Regions from separate parts of the Triticum aestivum genome. Here region 1 is linked to region 2. Evidence: chromatin contacts called from public HiCAR-type data. All regions are on one chromosome and are shown on one strand. The core of a region is the stretch at or near the end of the contact, and the rest is flanking DNA. Distances in the headings are between cores, read along the strand shown. Region 1 holds the start of LOC123112903. Region 2 holds the start of LOC123112902 (aspartyl protease family protein 1).

Region 1 (7,728 bases), core at 4,099-6,598, 210 kb before region 2:
GAGACCCAGGGGCCGTAGGTTTCACTAGTGGCCTCTCTCGAGAAAAATAGCAAACGGTGGGAAAACAATTACTGTTGGGAAATTTATAGAACTTCAAATAATCATGACGATATCCAGGCAATGATCATTATATAGGGATCACGTCCAAGATTAGTAGACCGACTCCTGCCTGCATCTACTACTATTACTCCACACATCGACCGCTATCTAGCATGCATCTAGTGTATTAAGTTCATGAGAAAACGGGGTAATGCACTAAGAACAATGACATGATGTAGGTGAGATCCGTTTATCTATTGCGGCAGATATAGATCTCATCTTGTTATCCTTAGTAGCAACGATACATACGTGCCGGTTCCCCTTCTATCACTGGGATCAAGCACCGTAAGATCGAACCCACTACAAAGCACCTCTTCCCATTGCAAGATAAATAGATCAAGTTGGCCAAACAAAACCCAAATATCAGAGAAAAAACACGAGGCTATAAGCAATCATGCATATAAGAGATCAAAGAAGACTCAAATAACTTTCATGGATAAAAACATAGATCTGATCATAAACTCAAAGTTCATCGGTCCCAACAAACACACCGCCAAAAGACTTACATCATATGGATCTCCAAGAGACCATTGTATTGATAATCAAGAGAGAGAGAGAGGGAGCCATCTAGCTACTAACTACGGACCCGTAGGTCTACAAAGAACTACTCACACATCATAGGAGAGGCACCAATGGAAGTGGTGAACCCCTCCATGACGGTGTCTAGATTGGATCTGGTGGTTCTGGGTTCTGCGGCGGCTGGATAAATATTTCGTCGACTCCCCTATGGTTTCTGGAATATTGTGGTATTTATAGAGCAAAGAGACAGTTCGAGGGGCACCCGAGGTGGTCACAACCCCCCAGGGCGTGCCTGGGCCTCGTGGCGCGCCATGGTGGGTGTTGTTCCCCTCAAGCAGCCCCTCAGGTGCTTCCTTGGCCCATTGGCTTTCTTCTGGCCCAAAAAAATTCCTCCAGGAGTTGCGTTGCGTTTGGACTCCGTTTGATATTGATTTCCTGCGATGTAAAAAACATGCAGAAAACAGTAACTGGCACTGGACACTATGTCAATAGGTTGATACAAAAAATGAGTATGAAATGATCGTAAAACATCCAAGAATGATAATATAACATCATGGAACAATAAAAAATTTATAGATACGTTGGAGACGTATCACTCATGCTCATGTATTGCGTGAACGTTGAAAAGGTTTGAGAACATCAAAAGTATGAAACAATGGATTGGCTTGTCATCGGCATTGTGCATGATTTAAATATTTTGTGTGATGAAGATAGAGCATAGCCAGACTATATGATTTTTTAGGGATGGCTTGCTTTGGCCATGTTATTTTGAGAAGACATGATTGCTTTATTAGTATGCTTGATGTATTATCGTTCTTATGTCAATATTAAAACTTTGTTTTGAATCTTATGGATCTGAATATTCTTGCCACAATTGAGAAGATTACATTGATAAATATGTTAGGTAGCATTCCACATCAAAAATTCTGTTTTTATCATTTACCTACTCGAGGACGAGCAAGAATTAAGTTTGGGGATGCTTGATACGTCTCCAATGTATCTATAATTTTTTATTGTTCCATGCTATTATATTATCCATCTTGGATGTTTTATATGCATTTATATGCTATTTTATATGATTTTTGGGACTAACCTATTAACCTAGAGCCCAGTGTCAGTTTCTGTTTTTTTCCTTGTTTTTGAGTTTTACACAAAAGGAATACCAAACAGAGTCTAATTGACATGCCAATTTTTGTGGATTTTTTATGGACCAGAAGAAGCCCCCGAAGCAAAAGAGTTGGGCCAAAAGAGTCCCGAGCCATCCACGAGGGTGGAGGGCGCGCCCCCTACCTCGTGGATGACTCGGAGACCCCCTTAACTTGTTCCCAACGCCAAAAATTCCTATAAATACAAAAACCCCCCGAAAAGAAACCTAGATCGGGAGTTCCGCCGCCGCAAGCCTCTGTAGCCACCAAAAACCAATCGGGGCCCTGTTCCAGCACCCTGCTAGAGGGGGATCCATCATCGGTGGCTATCTTCATCATCTTGGCGCTCTCCATGACGAGGAGGGAGTAGTTCACCCCCGGGGCTGAGGGTATGTACCAGTAGCTATGTGTTTGATCTCTCTCTCTCTCTCTCTCTCTCTCTCTCTCTCTCTCTCTCTCTCTCTCTCTCTCTTTCGTGTTCTTGATTTGGCACGATCTTGATGTACCGCGAGCTTTGCTATTATGGTTGGATCTTATGATGTTTCTCCCCCTCTACCTTCTTGTAATGGATTGAGTTTTCCCTTTGAAGTTATCTTATCGGATTGAGTCTTTAAGGATTTGAGAACACTTGATGTGTGTCTTGCGTGGGATACCCGTGGTGAAAATGAGGTATTCTATTGATTCACTTGATGTATGTTTTAGTGATCAACTTGCGGGTTCCGTGACCTTGGGAATCTATGCATAGGGGTTGGCACACATTTTTGTCTTGACTCTCTGGTAGAAACTTTGGGGTCCTCTTTGAAGTTCTTTGCGTTGGTTTGAATAGATGAATCTGAGATTGTGTGATGCATATCATACAATCAAACTCGCGGATACTTAAGGGGACATTGGAGTATCTAGGTGACATTAGGATTTTGGCTGATGTGTGTCTTAAGGTGTTATTTTACTACGAACTCTAGGGCTGTTTGTGACACTTATATGAATAGCCCAATGGATTGATCAGAAAGAATAACTGTGAGGTGGTTTCTTACCCTACAATAATCTCTTCCTTTGTTCTCCGCTATTAGTGACTTTGGAGTGACTCTTTGTTGCATGTTGAGGGATTGTTATATGATCTAATTATGTTATTATTATTGAGACAACTTACACTAGTGAAAGTATGAACCCTAGGCCTTGTTTTCTAGCATTGCAATACCGTTTGCGCTCACTTTTGTTACTTGCTACCTTGTCATTTTTATAATTTCACATTACAAAAACCTATATCTACTATCCATATTGCACTTGTATCACCATCTCTTCGCCGAACTAGTGCACCTATACAATTTACCATTGTATTGAGTGTGTTGGGGACAAAAGAGACTTTTTGTTATTTGGTTGCATGGTTCTTTGAGAGAGATCATCTTCATCCTACACCTCTCATGCATTGATAAACCTTAGGTCATCCACTTGAGGGAAATTTGCTACTGTCCTACAAACCTCTGCACTTGGAGGCCCAACAACGTCTACAAGAAGAAGGTTGTGTAGTAGACATCACACCCACATATCAAATTATGAAAGTAGCAAACACAAATTAAGCCAACATGATGAAAGTGATATGATGAAATTCCCGTGTACCCTCAAGAACGTTTTGCTTATTATAACAGACCGTTTTGGCCTATCCTTTGCCTCAAAAGGATTGGGCTACCTTGTTGCACTTTATTTACAGTTACTTGCTTATTACAAATTACCTTACTATCAAACAATTTGTTATCGACAATTTCAGTTCTTGCAGACATTACGTTGTTGAAAACCACTTGTTATTTCCTTCTGCTCCTCGTTGGGTTCGACACTCTTACTTACCGAAAGGACTAAGATTGATCCCCTATACTTGTTGGTCATGAAGGCTCTTTTCTGGCATCTTTGCCGGGGAGTGAAGCGCTCTTGGTAAGTGGGAATTGGTAAGGAAAATTTGTTACTACGTGCTGAAATTTATTGTCACTTGCTACTATGGAAAATCAACCTTTGAGGGGTTTGTTCGGGGTATCTTCACCTCGACCGGAACCACAATTAGTTGACCTTTTTTTAACCTACTGCACCTACTAAAAATATTGGTTATGAAATTCCATCGGGTATGATAGAACAACTGCTAGCTAATTGAGACTTAGTTATTGAGCGTTAGACAAACCTTCAAGTTTTATCTCCCAATTTATTTGCGAGTTGTGCACAAATAACAAATTCAAACATTTTCTCAAAAATATATTTGTTATCCTATATTCCCACTATATTTTTCATCTAAACCAATAATGAATGAATTTTCCCATAGAACTTTGACTGCCATATGACTCACTCTAATGTCTTTTTTGTAGGGGGGGGGGGGAGACAAAAATGCGCTGCCGTCATCGACTTCCCCAGCCGGAGCCGGGCAAAACCCGTTGTAACAGACAATCCAAAAGTCATCTTGCTAAAGTCAGTTATTGTTTTTTTAGATTTTTAGTTTTTTTAAAAGTTTCTAACCCAGTTCTGAACTTTTAAATAAAATCTCTACCTAATAATAAAGCAAATTGGGTTTCTGGTCGTATGCCATAAAAACTACCCTCGAAATTGGCAAGAATTACTCACCAATGCCACCCGTAAGTGGGAAAAACAATTCATTTTTTTTAAGTCACCAACGTCGCGGTTAGCTCATTTACAGAGTTAGCCCTGCACTCCCAGTTCGATCCCCACTTCTCCCACATTTTCTTTGTTTTCTCTTGATTTCTGTGAGCGGAAGATAGAACAGCCTCGCCCAAGTGGCATCTTATCTAATGGGCTACACAATTTTCCAATTTCGGCCCAGCCATTTTCTTCTTAAACTTTTTTGGCAGATTCAAGTATTTAAAAATATATTTACTCAAAAAAAGTATTTACAAATATATTCATATCTTTCAAATCCTAACTTTAAATTTAGAAAGTTATATACGATAATCACTCAAAAAATGTGTACATTCCAGATATGATATTATCTTGCATGATAACCATTTCTAAAATTATTTTTATGTTCCAACTTTAATTAAATACTTTTCTCTATGTGGGGAATTTGAAAATGCCTATTCGTTATACATGTCCTTATTGATTGATTGTTTTTGATGGAGATACCTAACATGCTCCTATGCACGTGCTATCATTGTGTACTAAAGTGTAATTTGTTATTTTCAGCCTAATGCATTATCTCTTTTTTTGACGGGTAATGCATTATTTCTTAGGTACCACTAAGGAGGAACAACACAAAGACGTGAATTGATACCGGCAAGTAGATAGATATTTTTTGTTTTCTAATCAATTGGACACAACTTTAGTTACTTAAGAAAATCATCCCACCTTTATATTTGTGCACAACATCACTTATCATGTTGTTTCTCGTACGGCATTGTGAAAGATTTCGTATGATTTCTTGGTGTCATCGAGTGTGTGTATGGGGTAATTTATTTTCTCCCGTTGCAACGCACGGGCATGTTTAGTATATAAAAGGGAGATGTGCTCTCTCAACACAAAATCCACATTCATACTCCGTTCAGTTGGGAATATCCAAAGCGGGGCCCACATGTCATCCCAGCGAAACGCCCAGAGGAGAAAAATATCTCTCCTGGATCAAGTTAAGTTGGAGAGCGATGGCGACGACCGCATCGTGTCCTCCTCCTTCCGTTCTCCTCCCCGTTCGCACCACCACCGCCGGAGCGCGGTTGACTTCCGCTCACGGTAGCAGAGCCAGCCACGCGGTCACCGCCAGCGGCGCCGCACCCGCACGACCACCGCTGCCGATGGGCATGGCGAGGGCCCTGCTGCCGCAGCGCGCGCCGCTGCTCCGGCGGCTCCTCATGGCCGGCGCGCTGGCCGCCTCCTGCACCTGCTTCCTCCTCGTCCTCCAGGCGCAGGCCTCCGTGCCGCCGCGCTACGACGGGTTCGCCTACGGGGTCGGGGCCGCCGCCTGGAAGGACGCCGTGCTCGTCGAGGCCTTCCTCGACCCGCTCTGCCCCGACAGCCGCGACGCCTGGCACCCGCTCCGGCTCGCCGTCGAGCGCTACTCCCCGATGGTCTCCCTCATCGTCCACCCCTTCCCTCTCCCGTAAGATCGCGCCGCGCATCCGCCCCTTTGGTTCCTCTCTCCCCCCTCTCCTGCTAGCGGCTGCTGCTCTGATTCTCTGTGCTCCACACTATGGGGACTGTATCTTAGTCTTGGTGTTCAACTCCGGTAGTTTTGATATACTGCTAAATGTAAAAAGATAGCGCATTTGAGCAGTCTCCTGCTGCACGGTTACATGGGATTGTCTCCTGAGATTGCGAATTCAGGCGATTGAAATCTCATCTGAGTATGACTAGCCTGAGTGAGCCAGCAAGTGATTCCATTAGTTATAACTTGGTAGTAACTTTCGGGAATGGAAAATTTGTGGGATTGTCCTCAAGTGATGTGTACTCTGGCTGTTGAGATTGATCCATGGGAGAAGACTAGAGTTACAGTAAGATTACAGAGAGGTATATTGCCACTGATTACATGTGGCAGAACGGATTGTGAATGGTTGTCAGATATTTCTGGAGATGGCGTATAGCCAATAGTCCTGGCATTGACACTCTAGAATTTGAGAATTGGACTGCATCTTCCCTAGTACCTGCCCCTGTTTCATAGGCCCTTTATGGCTTTACGATTTAGATGTGTGCTATTTGGTTCAGATTTTGGTCCTGTTGGTCTCGCGATATTTATACTGAACTTGAACATGTAAAATTTCATTGGCTGGCGTCAGTCACAAAAAATAGTGTGATTGGCCTTGCATTTTCACTTGATAGAATCTGGCACCAATGTGATTCTTATAGCCGAAGGTGCTATACACCTCATTCTAACACCATTTTACTGTGCTGCAAAACTGCAGGTACCACACCTATTCATACCATGCCTGCCGTGCGCTTCATATAGCTAACAAGTTGAATTCGTCATCAACCTATCCGTTGCTGGAGTTGTTCTTCAAGAATCAGGTTCGTTGCATTCTTTAGTTTAACCCTTAGCCTTTGTTATGATACTTCCATCATTGCAACTGCTATGTTGGTTTATCATTTACCCATTCAAGTTCTTTTTCCATAAATGGGTAATGTTTCTCCAGGGGTGTGTCATCAAATACTAAATGATTTCAAAATTTAAAGTTACATAACCAATTTGCAGCATTTCCTTTTGTAGTTTTTTGGTATCCATGTGTGTTATTTTATTTTATGATATGCCATACTCTGTTTCATCAAGGAATCATAGTCAAGTACTCCCTCTGTAAACAAATATAAGAGTAGTGATCTAAACGCTCTTGTATTTCTTTACGGAGGGAGTAATAAATAGGTATATAAGTGCATGCTTTACGTGGGTTTGCACATCTGTGTGCTCCAGGGTTTGCCAATATGTGTGCAGAACGCATATGAGAACCTTCAAAGCTTTTGCTCTGTTTGCTAATATCATGGAGTGTGGCCTTGCACATCCGTGTGCTGCAGGGTTTACCAATATGTGTGCTGAACACATATGAGAACCTCTAAAGTTTTTGCATAGTTTGTCAATATCCTGGAGCGCCTGACCGATGATTTAGCATTGTCACGCTCGATTGGCAGATTCTGTCAGAAACCGATTAGAACCTGGAAACCAGTTTTAGGATCTACGAAGTAGTCTTACAAAATCATGGTTTAAGCTGGAACACCGCAAAATAGCAAAAACACAAGCCAGCCAACACCCACCTTGCCTGTCCTGACAAGCAAGAAGGCAAGCGAAACATAATACCACCTCAGGAGCACTAGAGTTGTGCACGCAGGGTACTTTGCCGCCATCCTTTTCTGTCTCATACAACTCTTGCTAACACGTCTCGAAATTGACACACATGCAGGGAAAATTCTCCAACCGCGCGACATCGTCAATATCGAGCACTGCTGTGACTGGTGAGATATCAAAGATGGCGGCCCCGGTGGTTGGCAATTCAGTCTCCGA
Region 2 (6,850 bases), core at 3,492-5,991:
CTGGATCGGAGTCCGGGGATCGTCATCGAGCTGAACGTGTGCTGAACTCGGAGGTGCCGTACGTTCGGTACTTGGATCGGTCGGATCATGAAGACGTACGACTACATCAACCGCGTTGTCATAACGCTTCCACTTACGGTCTACGAGGGTACGTGGACAACACTCTCCCCTCTCGTTGCTATGCCATCACCATGATCTTGCGTGTGCGTAGGAAATTTTTTGAAATTACTACGTTCCCCAACAACTATAATGGGGTGTTATGTCCATCTAGCTATCTTTCCACTCTCCCTATTCCTATGCCACCTCATCATCTGCTTATCCTTTATTCCATCACACATTGTCCTAATTGGTTTCTTCCTAACATCTAGGACATACTTGTTGAACACCTCAGACAAATTGTTAACTACAAGGTCAGTCTTGCAGTTTGTGTCAAATGCATGCCTTGCCCATGTTTTCTTGGGTATTTGACAAAGCCACTCCCAAGCTTCCTCACATTTAGCTCTAAAGTCATTCATTGCAATGTTAAATTTGTGTTCACTATATGCATAGGCAGCATTATCCATACACTTCTTCAGATCTTCCCCCCTAAACCCAGCATTTTGGAAGTTTTGCATAGATATGCCTAAGGCAGAACCTTTGGTTGCAATTAGGAAAGACAACATTGGCTGCATTTAGTAGGCCCTGGGACACACAATTAAACTAGATAAGCTACTATATAGCACAAAACAACCATATAGGAACAAGGACATAAGATGCAAGCACATACCTTTTGTCTATCTGACATTATTGTATATGGACCAAACTGTCCCTCTTCTCCTCCTAGGCAGATTTTAAGTTGGTGTAGAAACCAACACCAGTTAGGTGTGTCCTCTTGCCCAACAATACCAAATGCTAGTGGGTATATATTGTTGTTGCCATCTCTACCAGTGGCAGCAAGTAGTTGAGCAACAGTAGTTAACTTAATGAAGCACCCATCAACACCTGAATGAGCAAGCAAATTCAATATTTAAAACATTCAAATGCATTTCAAGATGAAACAATATGTAACTAATGCACAAGGTGAACAAACTAACCAATGAATGGTCTGCACCCCTTGAGAAACCCCTCCCTTGCTCCATTGATGCAATAGAACATAGCATGGAATCTTGGACCTGGATGGGGGATTTTTTTCAGTGGGTGTTGGAGTTACAGTAGTGACTACTACTCTACTCCCAGGGTTTGTATACATCACTGTCTGAGCATAGTCTTTCAACCTAGGGTATTGCTTCTTGTGGTCTCCTAGCACAGCATCAATAGCTAGGTTCTTTGCTCTATATGCCATTGACTTGGGCACATCCACACCATACTTCTCCATGCAGGCATCAATCAAAGTCTGAATGCCAGTTGTTAGATCAGATCTAAACAGTGACTCATACTTCTATGCAAGCCACTTGGCACTTACCCTTGTTGTCTCTGTACTAATAGGGCAAGTGTGCTTAATTCTCATCTTCTTAATTACAAAAGTAGTTTCACCTTTTATAACTGCTGCCACCATAAAGAAGTTGCAATGTTTTTGGTTGCATTCTACAATTATTCTTTGATCTGAGTTCCTATGATATTTGAAGTTTCTACCTTGAGTGATGTGTAAGTTCAACAAAGCCTCTCTGAATTGATGTTGATCCAAGAAACACATCTTTAGACATAATTGCTCATGTGGTGCCTCCATTTTCTCATTGTACCATTTTCTAGGAGGCCTCTGCTTTGCTCTGCTCTTCCTTTTCTTTGGCAGCACAAATGACAATGGCTCAAAACCATCATCATCAGCCTCCTTCAACAATCCTTTCTCTTCTTCATCAGATGAAGTTTTGAAATCAGGTTCCTCCTCTTGAACTACACTTGAATGTGTCCTTGTTGTAGGCTCTCTCCTAACTGGAAGCTTCTGTTTCTTCTTCTTCTTCTCTTCATGTACAATTACAGTTTCTTCATCCTGTGAAACAACTTTGTCATCTTCATCCATTTGAAAAGGTTCCTCAACCTCTGTGTCACCCTCATAATGCACCAATTCTTCCTCCTCAGATTCTTCATCATTTGTTTCTTCCTCTTCTATTTCATCATACTCTCTTTGTTTCTTTCCCTCAGCCATCTCTATGTCATCAGCATCACCCATATAAAAAGGTGGTACATCACTGTCATCTTCACCTTCACAATCAGAACCACCACTGCCATCATATCCCTCTTCTTCTTCTATTTCCAAAACAGCTTTCAGTTTTCCTCTTACATTCTTGCTCTCTTGTGTGCAAACACCAGTACCATGAGCTACACTGCAGCTGCTACTCTGACTTTCAAAGGCAACTCCTTCTTCATCAACACATAGATGGGTGGCTCACTGAGATCATATAACACAGGCTCTTCATACACACCAGTGGATAATTCTTGCCTCTCAAACTGGCTGCAAGGAGGTGGACATGCCCTCACTAGCAAATTTAAGACCTTAGACTCCTCAACCTGCTTCTTTACTAATTGCAACTCAGCATTACACTCTACCATCTCCAATCCTTTCTCCCCTAAATGTGGATTCTCAATGTGAAATAGCAGATCATATTCACTAAATCCTTGGGTTTCCATCACTGCAATCATATTCAGGTATGTTACATCTGAACTGCAGAGCTTCAGCTCAAACATTTCTGAAGCATCAAAATAGAACCTAACATCCAAAATGTCATCATACAAACTGCAAAATGAAATAACAACCAAAAATGGTTAATAAACAATTTTACTTAGCAAATAGGCTAACATATAAACAAAGCTTTGTTTAAGTTAACATATAAACAAAGCTTTGTTTAAGTTAACATATAAACTAAACAATTACTACAAAATCAAACAATGTAAACAACTATCTCAATACAACCCTAATTACAGAGTGGGTACTTAACTCACAGCAAACTGATGGTTTGTATTTTCAGATAAGTAGTTAACAGAATTGTCCACTAATGGTGCTCTGCTCTAGTTAGGACTCATTTAATCCACTATGCTTCTCTGCTTTGCTCTGCTCTAGCTAGGTAACACCTAATGCTGCTCTGACAATTTGGACTAAGAAATAACAATGTAATCCACTAATGTTGCTCTGCTCTGCTCTAGTTAGGTAACACATAATGCTGCTCTGCTTTAGTTAGGACTCATGTAATCCACTATACTTCTCTGCTCTACTTAGGACTAGCAATTAGAGTGCTAAACATGCAGGCAGTAAACCCTAACCCTAATCCCCAATTTCAGTTTGCAAGAATGGAACAGTGGAACACTTACAAAACACCACCGAAGCCATGAGTCCAGTGATGGGCGGTGCTAGGGTTGGCCACCCAAATTCGCGCCATCTTCAGCCTCTGCTCCATCGACAACGCCGCTCCGCAAAATCTTCGTCCTCGCTACTGTACTCCGAGCTGGAGTAGCCGCCACTGCCATCGAGGCCTAAGCGGGGGAGGTCGCCGCCGCTCGCATCGCCCCGGCCATCGCCGCCTGCCGGAGTCGCCGAGGCCATCGTCGCCTAGGGCACAGCAGCCGCGGGGGAGAGGAGGGCGCGAGGGAGGAGCAGCCGCGGGGGAGGTGACAACGCCTAAGCAGTTCGATCCATGGCTACGGCGGCGTGGTGTGGCGGGTGGGGAGGCAGCCGCCGGCGAGGGCGCGAGGAGAAGGAAGAGGGCAGAGCGGGGTCGGGGTCTGGCTCGGTCGCACCAGCGAGACCTAAACGGTGCGAGCCGGCCTCGCCCCAGTCAGCGCACGGGCACGCGCGCACTGGCCAGCGTGGCGCCTGACGGGCGGGCCCAACCGGTCAGTTTCTCTGTCAATACGTATAAAACGCACTTTTATTAAGTTTGATGCTGACAGTGCCATTGCGAAGGATCTGCTCGACCCAACCACACCATTTTTGATCAAAACCTCGAAGTTTGTGACACTCAAGCAAGAAGTTCCCAGTTAACTTTGTCGTAAGCTTTCTCGAAATCGAGTTTAAGAACCAACCCCATCCTCTTTTTGACATAAGTGTAATTGAGTAACTCATGTAGGGCCAGCGCCCCATTCATAATGCTTCTGCCTTTCACAAAAGCTTCTAGAGTAGTATAGATGGCAACAAAGACATGTGTGGCAGGGTCCAAGTCCACGGGAACGTTTTATTGGGCAGGCAAAGGCACCACCGTGGTGTACTCGCACCTTGACCCCTCACCCCTGACCGTTGTTCTGCCGTGTGGAAAACCTACACCACGTTGGCCGCACGCCCTGCGCTGGAGACTGGACTCGACCACTCTGCTCCTTGCTTCGCCGTGATCATCATCGCCCAGCTGACCTGAATAATAAACTAGGCGACGACACACGTCGGGCAGGGCCGGCCAACCGGTGTGAACCCAGGACCCAAATCCCGTCATCGGATCGGCCTCGTCGACACCCCTTTTCAACCCATACATCACCCCAACCCCACCGCACCCCACCCCACCGCACGGGAGAATCCCCCAACCCAAACGGAAAACCAAACCCCATCCATCTCCGGCTCTCCCTCCCAACGGAAAATCAGAAGGGGCCACGGCAGCAGCACAGACGCCGGTCCAGTCCAACGGAGGCGAAGCTTCCAGCTCACTGACGAACGCCCCCCGTCGCTCTCTCTCGCTGCGCCCCGGGCCCCGCCGCCGCTCCCGCGGAGACAGAGCGGCCACCTCACCTCACCGATCATTCTTCCCGTCTCCGGCAGCAGGATAGATAGATTGATTAAATAGCGACGCCGCGGCCGAGCACCACCAACGCATATATTTTCTCCTTTCCTTCCCTCCATCCTCCCCGTAATAAAGGCGCGAGCTTTTTAAGCCGTGGGGGGGTGGAGACGTGGAGTCTAGCTTGCCTGCTCTGCTGCCGGTATGGCCGCGGCGGCGCGGGCTCTGCTGCTTCTGGCCCTCGTCGCGGCGGGGGCGGAGGCGCTGAGCCTGGACGTCCACCACCGGTACTCGGCGACGGTGCGGGGGTGGGCGGGGCTGCGCACCGGGCCGGCGCCGGGCACGGCCGAGTACTACGCCGCGCTGGCGGGCCACGACGACCTCCGGCGCCGCTCGCTCTCTCTCGCCGCCGCCCCCGCGCCGGGCGGCGGGCCCTTCGCCTTCGCCGACGGCAACGACACGTACCGCCTCAACGCCTTCGGATTGTAAGCCCGCCCCTCTCATCACCATCGTCGTCGTCAATTCATCGTCTCAATGATCCCCAAGAGAGGAGAGATTGGTAGCGATAATAACGCACCGATCGATCGATCGATTGGAGGAACTAGGAGGAGGTTGCTGTCACCCAACCCAGACGGCCAGACTGTCTGGCCATCTTTTTCCTCTCGCTTTTGTGCTAAAGAAGTTTGCGGTGGTGGTGGTGGTGGTTGGCTTTGGCTGTGCAGCTTGCACTACGCGGTGGTGGCGCTGGGGACGCCGAACGTGACGTTCCTGGTGGCGCTCGACACCGGCAGCGACCTCTTCTGGGTGCCCTGCGACTGCCTCAAGTGCGCACCACTCTCCTCGCCAGAATACGGGGTACGTACCAGTACCACCTTCATCTTCCTCCTCCCGCTTCGATTCGACGCCATTGCTCTGTTAATTTCTTACGATTCGACCTCGTGTCCGTCGATCCCAGAGATATTTCCGGGGGCTAATTAGTTAACTACCAGAAGATTACGGTAGTATTAGTTGTTGCACTTGCATGGTAGAGATGCAAAAAGTTGGTACTGCTACTACTAGTCGACATGCTTGCGAGATGGAGTTGTTGCGAGCATAATTCAGGGAAGAAAAGTGAAACAATCACGGAAGCACCACACGTACCGTCCTGCTTTAGGGAGGCCTCTGCCGGAGCATGACAGCCTCAGCTGGGGCCTGCCTCATGGAGCTTAGAAAACACTACTACTACTACTACTAACCCAGGGCTTTTGGCCCCTCTCTTTATGTTCTTGTACTGTAATCTTGTTGGAGGTTGAGATTGATGGCTCTTGTGACAGTGAAAATTATTTACGCTTTACACACGTTTGCTGAATCATGGTATCCTAATTGACGACCCTTGACAGTAAAAATTATGCATGTCTCTTCTTCATGTTCTTGCTTAATAATGTGTTAAATGTAACCGCGTTTCAATGGCGAAATTTTGAGCAGAATCTGAAGTTCGACGTGTACAGCCCGCGGAAGTCGAGCACGAGCCGCAAGGTCCCCTGCAGCAGCAGCCTGTGCGATCTCCAGACTGAATGCAACAGTGCCGCAAGCAAGAGCTGCCCCTACAGCATCGAATACCTGTCGGACAACACGTCGTCCAACGGGGTGCTCGTCGAGGATGTCCTGTACCTTGCGACCGAGTCCGGGAAATCCAAGATCACCCAAGCCCCCATAACATTCGGGTATGTCCCTTGTGATCTAGTACATGACAATGCGCAATTCTGAGTCACTGCTCACTTTTCTGTGCTGAATTTGAATTTGAATTTGAATTTGAATTTGTGTGCATTGTTAGCTGTGGACAGGTCCAGACGGGTTCATTTCTAGGCAGTGCCGCGCCGAATGGCCTGCTCGGCCTCGGCATGGACAGCAAGTCAGTGCCGAGTCTGCTGGCGAGCCAAGGAGTCGCCGCCAATTCCTTCTCCATGTGCTTCGGGGAAGATGGTCATGGCAGGATCAACTTCGGGGACACGGGAAGCGCCGACCAGCTGGAAACTCCGCTGAACATTTACAAACACAAGTATGTCTGTTTTCATTTCTCACAGTTTCACAAGCAAACAATATAGGTCTCTGACCTTTCATGACTTCTATTTCTGCAGTCCATACTACAACATTAGTATCATAGGAGCTATGGCGGGAGGTAAAACGTTCAGCACAAA

The links. HiCAR-type assays count read pairs that join an accessible place to other places.
Region 1: a HiCAR-type map of leaf shows a contact between it and region 2, with 6 times the contacts expected there. The contact joins the promoter of LOC123112903 here to the promoter of LOC123112902 in region 2. A contact is called at or near these places in 2 of 5 Hi-C or Micro-C datasets (leaf and an unstated tissue) and 1 of 1 datasets of contacts at active chromatin or transcription factors (leaf).

The regions. Positions count from the first base shown.
Region 1 is chr5B:521,232,386-521,240,113 of IWGSC CS RefSeq v2.1, reverse strand. LOC123112903 reads left to right here and starts at 5,348. Exons shown (of 4, transcript XM_044534002.1): 1 at 5,348-5,844; 2 at 6,644-6,746; 3 at 7,628-7,728. The coding sequence starts at 5,390.
Region 2 is chr5B:521,023,106-521,029,955 of IWGSC CS RefSeq v2.1, reverse strand. It overlaps LOC123112902 (aspartyl protease family protein 1), which reads left to right and starts at 4,741. Exons shown (of 10, transcript XM_044534001.1): 1 at 4,741-5,158; 2 at 5,396-5,528; 3 at 6,138-6,376; 4 at 6,487-6,711; 5 at 6,791-6,850. The coding sequence starts at 4,878.